Regions from separate parts of the Xenopus laevis genome. Here region 1 is linked to region 2. A link is a contact called in public Hi-C data. All regions are on one chromosome and are shown on one strand. The core of a region is the stretch at or near the end of the contact, and the rest is flanking DNA. Distances in the headings are between cores, read along the strand shown.

The links. A called contact is a pair of places that touch in the nucleus more often than the background predicts.
Region 1: a contact with region 2 is called in a Hi-C map of the XTC cell line, with 3 times the contacts expected there. The contact joins the promoter of tlcd3a.S here to the enhancer-like site in region 2. A contact is called at or near these places in 3 of 4 Hi-C or Micro-C datasets (the XL177 cell line, the XTC cell line and animal cap).

What each region holds. Positions count from the first base shown.
Region 1 is chr2S:87,982,200-87,988,596 of Xenopus_laevis_v10.1, reverse strand. It overlaps tlcd3a.S (TLC domain-containing protein 3A), which reads left to right and starts at 1,743. Exons shown (of 5, transcript XM_018249666.2): 1 at 1,743-1,877.
Region 2 is chr2S:87,947,143-87,953,926 of Xenopus_laevis_v10.1, reverse strand. It overlaps LOC108709637 (a long non-coding RNA gene), which reads right to left. Exons shown (of 5, transcript XR_001934666.2): 4 at 5,879-5,992; 5 at 1-262. Among protein-coding and RNA genes, the nearest start is that of LOC108709637, 16 kb to the right of the region's middle. Within about 2 kb of position 4,491, at least 1 of the 7 cell types and tissues checked has an H3K27ac peak or open chromatin away from gene starts, as enhancers often do.

The DNA of each region.
Region 1 (6,397 bases), core at 494-2,993, 37 kb before region 2:
AAGTGAGGTCTCTGAGGAAGTGTTGTATCACGAAACGCGTCAGACCTCAGATGCTATGTTTATTTGATTAAAACTATGTCGAAATAAAGTGTATGATTTTACTATTGACCTGGAGACAAGCGATTATTTTTGGAGTGCGCTGCCTACATATTACTGTCTTGCTGTTGGCGTTCCCCCTAGTGACGGACTCGGGACGGCTGTACCGGGGTCCAAACGATTGCAGGGTAAGATTTCAGCTCTTTTTTACCTTGTCGTATGTTAATGAAGACTGTGGAAATCCAGATTTAAAATTAAGAGCAGGGTCCGGGGGGCAATTAGCACCCAGGCCAACCAATATTTACGGTGAGCAAGATTTGGTCTGTAATTAATTAACAGCTGATATTGGAACCTGCAAGATTTCTTACTTATAAAGGAGATTTAAGCCGATAACGGAGCCTGAGTTTTTTTCTGTTGGAATGCAAAATCTATGGCACAGGCAATATAACTTAGTAAAGACGGGATCAAATGCCATTCCTGGAGGCTATTTTTTTGGTGGGGGTTAATCAGTTATTTCTGATGGTCATCAACTGTAATTTCCAAATATGATTCTAAAGATAATCTCAATGCGAACCTACCTTTAATAATGTACTTAACTGATATAGCCAGCAGAGGGCAATGATACACCATTTAAGAGTGACCATGTTTAATGAGAGCAGAAACATTCTTTATCATTATCAAAATACTTTCCTTAAAAATATAGCAGCAAGCAGTATTTTCACATTTTATATTTTACCAGTTAGTTCCTCAGGCACTGTGCTATAGAATTGCAAAACACATCGCTATGGAGTGTGGGCTCATCCCTGCGGAAAGGACACTATTAAGGAAGATCCAAGACCAAAAAGTAGCACACATCTGCAGCAAAGAAGAAACTACAGTTACTGTTTGCTGGTGCAACGATAGGGACAAAACATGTCCAAACACCTCAAAATGTCATTTAAAAAGTGACAGTGACATTTGTTCCCTTTTATTTTTCCTTATTGTTCTTTCCCCTTTTCTTATTCCAAATTATTATAGTATAAAAAAAACACATCATACTAAGAGCGGAAACAGTTCTGATATGGTATCTTGTTCTTGCATATGTCCCAGGCTTTGAGCCAAAACGTCATATCATCAGTTCCATTTAGAGACAGTCAAAAGACATGCACCCATACACCAATGTAAAGAAAAACAAATCTTACATGAATTAATTTCTAATTACTAATTGGCTTAACCTATACAATATAATATTAATCCATACACTCACAAAGCTGCAATATAATGCATTCACTTACCTTATTCCTTATTATTACCTTATTAAAATCGTCCGTGTAGTCCTACCCTTATACCTATTAAAGGCACGCTTTCCTCTTGCCCTCATTCTCTGCTTGGCCAGATGTCGAAATTATCCCTTTATTATTAATAAATCTCTGATCTAGGCTCTCTTCATGATTTCACAAATGTCTAAAATAAAGTATTAAAAAGTAACAAATTGCTAGCTAGCTCCCGCCTGGAGTCAAACCAGTGGCCTGGTGTTTCTATGCTGTCTGCATAACCTCTGCCCTATTTGAGCAGACAGCTGAGGTCCTGGTTTACTCCTTTAGCTATCCTTGTATTTGCAAGAAGGCATGGCTTGTTTCACCTGTTACCAATTTGGCCACAGGTGATCAGTGTAAGCCATTAGGCTGCCTAAAAAACCCCTTACACTGCACTGACTCATTGCCCAATGTAGGTCTATTTCCTGGGTGTAATTCTTGTGATTTTCTGTTCCTGACCTTTGCTTGTTGTTGACCATGCTGTATCACTACCTGAACCAACCCTTGCCTATTTGACCACTCTTCTGGATCCTGACATTGTACCGTGTAAGTGATTGGTTTTGACCCCGGCCTGTTTATCCTGATTACTCTCCTGATTCTGTACTGCACTGTCTGACTGGTACTGTCCTGGCCTGTTATTCCTGAATATGCTTCTGGTTTTGACTCTGTACTGCACTGGTTGGTACTGTTGCAGCCACGACTTCACTTTCTTTTCCCCGTTTCTCCTGTATACTTTACGGTTCCCTTGCCTGCCCAGAACATTCTCCATGGCGGCATCTGAGTAGCGGAGGGTGCTATAGGCAGAAGCGTAAGCAGACACCGGGAACTTGGGGTTTGTTTTGGGATACCATACATTACAATAGCACCTGTCAGTTTCCAATCTGACATGGGGTAGCTAGCATCAAGCTGATTGTTGCACTGGATCCCGCCTGAGGTGTAGTCCTAGTAATAGCCTCTATACAACAAGAAAAGTGCCCAGACAAAATATATTTAATTCAGTTTAAAGAATTAAAAAGTTTGTCATGGTAAAAACATAACTGATAGATGCTCTGTTTGATAACTGATTTTTTGGGTCATGGGTTTATGATGGGTTTTTCTTTTCATTTTGAAGTTTTGACTGTTCCCCTGTGGAATTTGTGGAATGCAGCTGTTTTATCACAGTGAGGAATGTAACAAAAATAGTTCATGATCTAACAAGCTGTACAGTAAGTGGCCAAAGTGAATAGTTGCAGCCTTAAAAAGAAAATAATATTCAATGTTAATGGGAGAAATGACCGATAAAACAATCATTTTCTTAGCTACGGATGTCAGTGAGAGCCATTTGAAAGCTTTAAAGAAAAAGAAGGCAAATAATACATCCAGACCAAATGAAATCCTATAGCATACTAAAATGTAACGAATAGGTAAATAACCATTTAATGGTAGTTTTTTGTTTTGTGCATAATCTTAAAAGTTAATTTATAGGTATGCATCAAATGCGCTATTTTGGATTGGATTTGTCCGAATCCTTCGCGAAAGATTTGGCCGAATACTGAACTGAAAACAGCAGGGGAAAACATTTTTTACTTCCTTGTTTTGTGACAAGAAGGCACCTAATTTCCCTCCTCCCCCCAATTTGTATATACAAATTTGGATTCGGTACGGCCGGGCAGAAGGATTCGGCCGAATCCTGCTGAAAAGGGCCGAATCCTGGCCGAATACCGAACCGAATCCTGGATTAGGAGCATCCCTACTTATAGGTGAATAACCCCCTAAATGGTAGTTTTTGCTTTGTGTATAATCTGTATAGTAAAAGGAACTGTTGACATCAGAAAAGGAGAATCCAACATAACAAATCACAACAGTTGTACGGCCTGTACCATTACCGTTACAGGATTCGAGGCTCCTACTCCTATAATTTATGTATTTCAGGACTATCAGGACTTTTGGAGGTAGAGTGCAAGGGTCTGAATAACTTCAGTATTTAGATATTATTATAATAACAGCTGGTCTGATAACAATATCCAAGTGTAAACTGTTGTGAATGTATCTGCTCTCACTCTGCCGCACTAGCCCCGCAGTGTGCTCTGCCTCAATGCCAGCTCATTACTTATCAGCTCATTCCTGTTTTTGTCAGCTGAATAAATTTCAGTGTCTGCACATAGCTTGACCAATAAGTGTTTTTTGGTGTTTAAGCTGATGGCCTCCATTTTGAACCATGGTGAAAGGGTGCTTGGATTTTAGAGTATGCATTAGAGCTTTATACTTTACAGGGTCTATCCTGTGGTAACTTGCCACAGGGAACAGTGTTCTGCAGGTTACAGTGGACAACAGAAAACTGCTCCTGGTAATGTCTAGAGCCCAGATTCTTGTGGAATTTCAGTTCTGCTGTGCCCTTTCTGCACTAGAAATACAGACCCTCTTTGCCCCCAAAGCAACACAAAAAAGGTAAGTGAGGGGGGCATATTGTAGGTAGGGTTGCCACCTGGCCGGTATTTTACTGGCCAGACCGGTAAAAATGATGCTTGACCTGAATGTTATTTATAGGGAAAAAATATAATAATATATAGGAAGGCCGGTATTTTTTTCCAAAAAAGGTGGCAACCCTAATTATAGGCCTCCTCAGAGTTGCCCGAATTGTCCCTTACCATGTGACATCTTGAAGCTGCATCAAGAGTGCTAGTACAGCAGCAAGAACTAGCTTCCGATTCCGCACCTCGGATTTTGTAGAACCGCCCTTTCGCCATTCTACAGTGTACATCCGGAAGCAGAGATTTAGTATGTTTTTTGGATAAAGCATTGAATATAATAAAATTTATGCACAATAGAGCTGTTATTGAAGCAGTTTAGAGTGGATTTGTCACATAAAATTTTTTAGTGTTACTGTTCCTTTAAGGCTGTCATTCCTACAATGAAATTTAGGGCAGCTTTATCAAAATTTGAGATTAGAACTCACCACAGAAAAACTCCATGTTCTATTCATTCCTATGGGATATTTAGAATCATATTTCTCATTGGAGCTCACCATTTGATAAATATGCTTCTAAAAATCCCATAGGAATGAATAAAAAGTCAGTGAGTTTTTCTGTAGTGAGTTCTAAAGTCACACTTTCATAAATCTGCCCCTTAATGTTTAGACATTTATGCTCCTATTGTAGTATGTGTGCTACTTCCTGCCCGTGAGTGGCATAACAAGCCAAGGTTTGGCCGGGATGCAGTATGTGTACCTGGGCCCCCCTCCAGAGCTGTGGGCCAGCACTCTCCCGGCGTGCGCAGTGAAGACTTTCCCATGCCCCGTTGCCCTGATAAGTTATATCGCTGCTTTGGTGGACCACAAGGGGGTGCAGGCCCAGGCGTTTTTGCACCCCCAGTAGTTACACCACTGGTGCCCATGGGAAGAATAATGCACAAGTGCAACTATTTATACAAGGGAACCCTAGAGTTGCAAACTTTTAAAAAAAAAAAGGTCTTGATGCAAAGGGATGGGCCTTTTACGTGAAGGGGGAGGGTTGAGACATCACAGACTGGCCTGGGCTGATTCTTTATAAAGAGAAGTGGTAAGATACAGTAAGATCTGGCCAAGGGTGCATCTGAAGGAAGGGTATTGTAAATTTATTGGAAGCTATATTGCTGGTAAATATGTATCCCCTACCCTGGCAGGCAGGGCTGCCATCAGAAATCACAGGGTCTCGTACAACAACATGTTCTGGCTCCCCAGTCCCTGCCTGTAGGGTCGGACTGGGCCAGTGGGACACCGGCCCAGTCGTGTGACTGCATCCCTAACACGTCATATGTGCACATGAGAGAAGGGCCCTGAATCTGGAAGTCCAATGTTGCCGAATGCCCCAAAGCTCCACCCCAGATTCAGCCCACCCCACAGTAAAAAGGCCACACAGACATCAATGCTAATTCCACCCCAATACAAAAATGTAAATGTCATGTGCACCTGATTAATGAAAACATGCTTAGGCAGCTGCATCAAACTCAGGCACAATTAAACCTAGCACAGTGCCCACAATAACTCAAGAACTGCTAAGAAGAAACTGTGATTTGTGTTGAAAATTGCACTCTGCACACTCCAAGTACATCGCCAAATGGTCCTTCTACGCTACAGGGTTTTGCTTTTAGAAATTGTTGACCATAGCCAAGCACTTTCTCTCTCGCTCTCTCTAAAGCTGGCCATAGACGCAAAGAACAGATTGTACAAATCAAGGATTCGTACGATTTTCGGACCGTGTGTGGAGAGTCCCGTCATTTTTCGTCCGGCAGAGATCGGTCGTTTGGTCGATCGGACAGGTTAAAAGATTTCTGTCGGCTGCGGGTAATATCTCTGCATGTATTGCCGATAGTATGATTTTCAGAGGGAGACTGTCACTAGCTTTGGTCGGACATAACTTTCGTACAATTACTACAGGCAGGCAGGGCCGGAACTAGGGGTAGGCAGAGTAGGCACGTGCCTGTGGCGCAAATCTGGGGGGGCGCCAGGCACGTACCTGCTCTGTCGCCCCATTGTTCGACCCTGTCTATCCCCGACTGCCGTGGATATTTTTTCTTAATTGCGCTTTTGCGCATGCGCGCACGTAGTTTTGCGCAATTTCAGTTTTGCGCATGCACACTATAGCGCCGTAACGCGCATGCGCACCACAGCACTTACTCAGCCGGCGCCGTGGCCAGCCAGGTTGCCTAGGGCGCCTGGCTGGGTTGGCCCGGCTCTGCTGTCAGGGGCAGATCATCTGCTTTTTTCTTTTGTACTTTATTTGATCTGAATAGTTAGTGGCAGGTCGGGAGATGGGGAAGTCCGATCGTATGATGATTCGTACGATCGGATCTTTGAGTCTATGTCTAGCTTTAGTCTTTCAACCAGGGCTGGAACTAGGGGTAGGCATTAGAGGCAAGTGCCTTAGGGCCCAAAGCTTGGAGGCGCCAGGCACAAGGTACCTCATAAGTAGGGTTGCCACCTGGCTGGTGTTTTACCGCCCTGGCCGGTAAAAATTAAAATTATGGTTGATCCCAATGTTATTAATAGTCAAAAAAAGATAAATATATAGGAAGGCGTTTTTTTCCAGAAAAGGTGGCAACCCTACTCA
Region 2 (6,784 bases), core at 3,242-5,741:
AGCCCATCAATATTATTAAAAGCTAAGTTTTGTAATGCCAAATTAAATGCATCAGAAAAAAAAATCTGGAATTTTAATAAACATTAGAATCATTAAGTAGCTACTGCATTTCATTTGTGTAGTTGAATTGCGCACAGTTCTTCCATTCTGCGCTGCAGTTTTTTATTCAGATGGTATAAAGTTTGCTTACGTTCACCTAGGCAGAAGGCTTCTGTCTATTGTGTTTTGCAAACCATTCTTCACTCTTGTCTGCGGTCATAGCCTGAAAAATACATGTCAATAAATGATGTAAGTGCTGACTAATTCTGGAGGGAAAGAACCCTGATTGTTAGAGTTTACAATCTAAAGGATGAAAAAAAGGTGGAATCCCTTCTAACTTTTAAGTGTTCCCAACAAAAATGTTTCTGTTTCAGGTTATTTAAACAATTCTTTTACAAACCATATATTCATTTTTTGGTTAAAGAGAAAAATACCCCATTCAGTTGGGCTTCTGTAAGAAAGAATAAAAGGCCCTTCTTAACACATACTTAATTCATCAGATAGGGGAAAAAAACATGATGGTCTGCACATGACTTGCATGGACTATTTCTCCACCTTCCTTTGGCCTGGAGTTAAAGTGATGGATTCTGGGAAGGTGCATTGATTCTCAGAAATGCAGAAGCCCTTATATCAGCATGAACAGGGGCGTAACTATAGAGGAAGCAGACCCTGCGGCTGCAGGGGGGCCCAGGAGGTACAGGGGCCCCATGAGGCCCTAATTCATATACAATTTCAATAAATATTGGAGAAACAAGTCAACCTCTAAACATTTTGGGGGCCTGAAAAATAATTTGCTGTGGGGCCCAGTAATATTTAGTTACGCCACTGAGCATGTAACACTGTGATTGAGGGTTTGTGCAAGGCAGAGGCAGGCCATGTGAAAAGGGTGATGAGGGGTTAAGGTCTAGAGACCCATAGACCACAGTAATAGATGATTAAATCTCGGGATGTAACACAACAGGGTGTAGCTTTACATAATATATTCCAAGAGCTTTGGTAACTAGGCAGCTTCCGCTTAGCAACAATAGTGAAATGAAGGAAATAAGAGGTGAATTAAATTATATATAAAGTTGTCCAATTAAAAGATAGATTGGAAAAGCGAAGGGAATATTTGACACTGGATCTGCATGATTTGAGGAAGAACACAATGCATAGCTTTTAGAGACTGGTAGCTATTATATTTAACATCTGCTCAGAGAGTGACACAATGGCAACAAAGTGTATTTAATTTGAGTTTATATGAAACAATTAAGTTAGTTTTATATTGCTCTCTTGCGTCTTGTTTTTAACTTTGTATGAGACGAAGAACTGTATTTTAAGGAATCCGATATGTATGTAAAGTGTTATTTAAAACAGTGGTCTTACAACAGGATAATTGTTATATGTCATCCCCTATATTACTGTTTCCCACAAAAAAAAGTAGATTTAAGGCAAGTTCACTGTTTTGTTAGCAATTTGAGAAAGACCATGAATGGGGCCGAAAATTTGTTTGTTATTTTTAACCTAGGCACAGTATTTATATCTTTTTTTTAGCAGATGTGTTCACTTTTTACATAAGCCCTACTGTCTTTGTGACTTTGAAGCCTTAAAGGAGAAGGAAAGGTTTGACATGGTAATGTATTCAAAATGTTTACCCCACATGTGCCTCCTGAACCGCTATATTTCCGCTTCTGCATTGCCATCCATTACTTAGTAATCTGCCTCGCAAGCTCTACCTTTCTTCATGCGTTAGCCGGCACCATTTTAGAAGCGCCGACGTCACTTCCCCCGCGGCTGCCCCACACTGCGCATGCGCCAATTTTTTTCCCCCTCTTCACTTGACCCCGCGCGTCATCAACGCTCAGCACTCAGCACATGCTCAGCAGTACTACAGAGAGGAACTGCGCATGATCCAGGTCGTGAGTCGCAATGGGAAGATAGGCATGCTGGGAAAAACGCTTCTCCTACTCTACACTATCAGAGGAAACGGATCAACAGAGCTGCTACAAGAAAGCACACAGAGGTAAATGTAACACACCAGCAGACTTTTAGTAACACGGCTGCTTTTTTAAAGATAATTCATGTTTGGGCTTTACAGGTCCTTTAAACAAATTGACACTACATTTGGTATTGCCATCACTGTGAACCACTGTAAAATAGTTTGCTAGTTCAGGGCTTCCAAAGCCGAGCTCTGTCGTTAAATATGGGGCAGATTTTACACAGCATAGGAAATGTAATTGCTGTAGAAAGTCACACTCCTAAACCAATATTTACTTTGGCAGTACTTGTGTGTGCTACTGCTCTGTAGCGGTAGTTGCTGGGAAATGAAAGCAAAGCATTGTGTATTAGTATTCACAGCCTATGCCATGGTTTACTGCAGGTCAGCCTAATCTATTAATTCCATTGTTATATTAAAAGTAGAAGGGTGAACCAGCAAAATGAGATTCCCTTCAAGTCCCTTAATTGAGAAACTGAAACAGTCACTGAAGACCGATACAAGTTTTGTTGTTCTTTCATCTTCTACAACTTTAGACGATTATTTTACAAACCAACTGCACTATTCTTTACATTAATGCCAGACCAAGATCAAGAATGAGCTGCTGTAGAACCCATATTGCCATTTTGCAGTCTTTGTTCTGAGTCATACATTAGAGCCTATTTTTGTGTTTGTACAACACATTGCCTTTTTAACAAGCATTCATACATTATTATATGTATTTAGAGGCCGGATAGGAAGAGCTAAATGATGTTCTGGCCATTTAAATTGACGCCGAAACTTAATTCATAAGAGCATGCTTTCGAAAATTCACTCCTGGCCCAAGTCCAGCCATACTGACTCTGACACTTGTTAAGTAGATTCTGTAACACTTAGAGGCAGATTTATTAAGGGTTGAAGTAAAAATTCTAGTTCTATTTATAATTATATTAAAATTTTAGAATTTTTTTTTTTTTTTATCAAAACTCTCAAATTTGAATTGTGAATTATCCAAACTCGATTTGCGTTTTAATTCAAATTTCAAGATTTATCATACTCTGGCCCTTTAAAGGAGAATTCAACCCCCTAATTAGCATCCCCCTTCCCCCCTACCCTAAATAGGCCCCCCTCCCTCCTGGCCTACCTGGCACCCTGGGCAAATGCCCCTAACTTTCTACTTACCCTTCCTTGCAGGTCCTGTCCAGGAGTTCACAGCAGCCATCTTGTCTTCTTCCTGTAGTGATCGGCATTTTCAGGCGCATGTGCAGTTGGAGGAATCTTGTGTTGCGCATGCGACGAAAGTCACAATATATCCGATTTTTTTATCGAAAATTTGCGCATGCACCCAAAAATGCAGATCACTACAGGAAGAAGACCGAAGGAGACAAGATGGCGGCTGTGAACTCCGCTGGACAGGACCTGCAAGTAGGGGTAAGTAGAAAGTTATGGGCATTCGCCCAGGGTTCCAGGTAGGCCAGGGGGAGGGGGGGCTATTTAGGGTAGGGGGGAATGCAAATTAGGGGGTTGAATTCTCCTTTAAAGGAAAACTATAAAATGGTCTTCATTTGTTTTTAATACTTTTAGTAGTTTTGGAATTATTTCTTTTTTGTTCATCAACTCTCCAGTTCAGAATTGCAGCAACATCTGGTTGCCAGGGTCCAATTTGCCCCAGCAACCAGGCAGAGGTCTGCTGAAGTCAGGGATCCCCATTTTAAAATGAGAAAATGGCAGAAAAGGACAATTCTGTAATAGATGTTAAAATATCTATTAAATATGAATACCAGATAAAAGATTGCTAAGAATAGAATATTCTATAACATAATAAATATTATAATATTATTTGGGCCCACTTTTTTGTTTTACACAAAGTTTCAATTCACATAGGGGCAATGGACCCACCCTTTAGCCATTGACTTGTACAATGGACCCACCCTTTAGCCATTGACTTGTACAATGGACCCACCCTTTAGCCAGCTATAAACAGCATCTATTAATCTCTCCGTAAAATAATACTCTTGAATTGCGGATTCTGTGTAATCCATCCCCGCCCCAACCAAATCGGATAATTTAACCAAATTTTTCTCCCAAAATGTCAGACTTTACTATTATAAGGATAATGGTTCATAATCTATCTCCGTACATGTTTATTAAAGAAACATCATGTTAGAATATAGAAACAATTGGCTGGTGTTGATATATTATTTCTACAGTTGACTAATTACTTTGTTATTATGTGATAAACTCTCATTATAATCTCCCTAATAAAATGCTTAATGTGAACATAAAGTAAAGAACATGTGTTTACTGTGCTACTGGTCAGGTTTATTTAATATCACACTGATTTAACTGCTCTCTGCTATATTGATACAAATAGGGAGAAACCTGTTTATAGCCTGTAGCGAAGCCAGAGCAGTATAGCAAAACACATTCATTCTTTGCATTGCAGTCTCAGTTTTAACAGAGTGTTGCAGGCTAAAGTTAGCATCCCGCTGCTGTGGATAACAATGTTTTATATTTATATGTATATCTCTGAAAAAAAGCCTTAGTGGAAAAAACTTTTTAAATACTTTTAGAATTTTTTTTATACATAAATAACTACTTTTAGAATACTAAATGTATTTGAGCGTTATGACTCTTTTTTAAAATTCAAGACATCAGTGCAGTTGTGTAAACTCTCATGCAATTAAAGGTACAGTTACTCCCAGTATCTCATTTGTGGCTTTCTTTCCTAAGAATAGCTTCTCCATCGTTACTTATTGCTGTGTGCAACTTCAATATTGTACATTAGGAAAGGATACGGCCAAAGGCAGAATAACTGCAATGTGCATTTATTGACACACATGTTACACTTCATAAAGGGTTGTTATACCCGAAACATGTTGTGTCAATAAATGAACATTGCAGTTATTCTGCCTTTGGCCGTGTCCTTTCCTAATGTACAATATTGAAGTTGCACATACGTTTGGATGGGACATGGAAAGGTGGCCTTGCTGAAAGGTAATTGTTGGGTATGAAATAGTTATTATTGCTCTGTGTGTTGGGATATTTCTCTGGATATACCACATGAACAATTAAATCGGATATAAATTGATTACTATTGCTCCTGCTCTCCTCCCATCAGCACTATTCTGTTGTCCACTATTTTGGCGGTGTAATTTTTTTTTACTTTGAGAAGAAAGCACTGGTCTTTATATGAGTAGAGCTTGCAGTCAGGTACCCAGTCAGTGCAGTCATGCATTTATCCAGTGCCATAGAAACACCCTTTGTGCCTTAAGTAATGATTAGCAAGATTGGGACCATAAAACCTTTGGTGTAATATGTCCTAAATAAACCACAGAGTTCCCACCACTACATACATTCTGGAGAGTTATATTTCTGGTTGCCTAACACTCCAACTGAATGATGTTGTTGCCACTCCCAAATGACTGGACATTGCAAAGACTTGGTTCCTGTGCTATATGAGAAGTTGGCCCACAGGCTAGATTTTGGGCAGCATAAGATTTGACCAGCAACTTGCTGGTGGCTAAATTACAATTGTCTAACTGCAGAGTGCAAGGAAGGCAAAAGGGAGGCACAGTCTGTCTCTTCCCGTCACAACCTCCTGTTTAATTCTGCTCCCACTTGATTATTAGATTATTATTGAAAACCCCTGTGTAACTCTTGGTGCTGTATAAATAAATAATGATAGTCCTCATGGTGTCTATAGATGGGGAACGGTTGGCTGAAACAATCAGATTGGCTGACCATCTCATGGTCAACTTAAGTGTAAAACATGCAGAACAAGACATGGTAAGCAAACCGAAACTGATTTAGTATAACAGAAAATAAATGACTATATCTTACTAAACTAGTGAACAAAATATTTAGTATTTATAAATTTCTTACAGGATCAGGCAAAATTACAACTTGAACAGTGGCTTTTCCAGGTGTGTCCAGGCTGACTAGAGGAGTCAAAATGTTTTGATTTTCTTTTTTCATCTGTGCTGCGATGCTTGGAAGCTACCAAAACAAAACAGGAATACAGTTATTCAGTGCAGTGCAGTATAAGGGGTAGATTTATCAAGGGTCGAATAGTAAATTTATATTCTCGAATTTCAAAATTCACACATTCTTATTTTAATCCCTCTATTGAAATGTGAGATTTATCACACTCGACCATAGAAACAGTCTTAAAGCGATACCGACACGTTCCTATAAAAATCATAGGAACATGTCCGTATCGAGTAAATGCTGCACCCGGAATAGTTCACCTCAAAGCCGCCTCCGCAAACCTGCATTAACACGACCACCCGACACCGCTTAAAGATCTTCTATATTGTTTCAGTGACTCTGGGCTGGGGGTGGCGCGATCCTTCCATAGGCTAATTACGAATAAATATGAAAACAGGAATGGAAGGATCGATCCGCCCCCAGCCCAGCGTCACTGACGCGTTGCATGATTTTTATAGAAACGTGTCAGTATTGCTTTAATTCGAATATTCGCCACTTAAACCTGCCGAGTTCATGTACAAGTCAATGGCAGAGGTCCGCTGAGTCATTTGGAGATGTTAATAGCCTTCCTGACATTCAAGGGGTTTTTTTTCAGAGAAAAACTCTCTTATATATGAATACAATTTGAATTTTCAGGTCGGAACCATTCAATTGAATAGTAGACATTCAATTTTTTTCTTAGATAACCTCCCAGTGGAATTGTGAGTATATTCGAATTTAAAAAAATTCACATGAATTCGAAATTCAACTTTGATAAAATGAGTCTCTAAGGGGCCCATTTACTTAGTTCGAGTGAAGGAA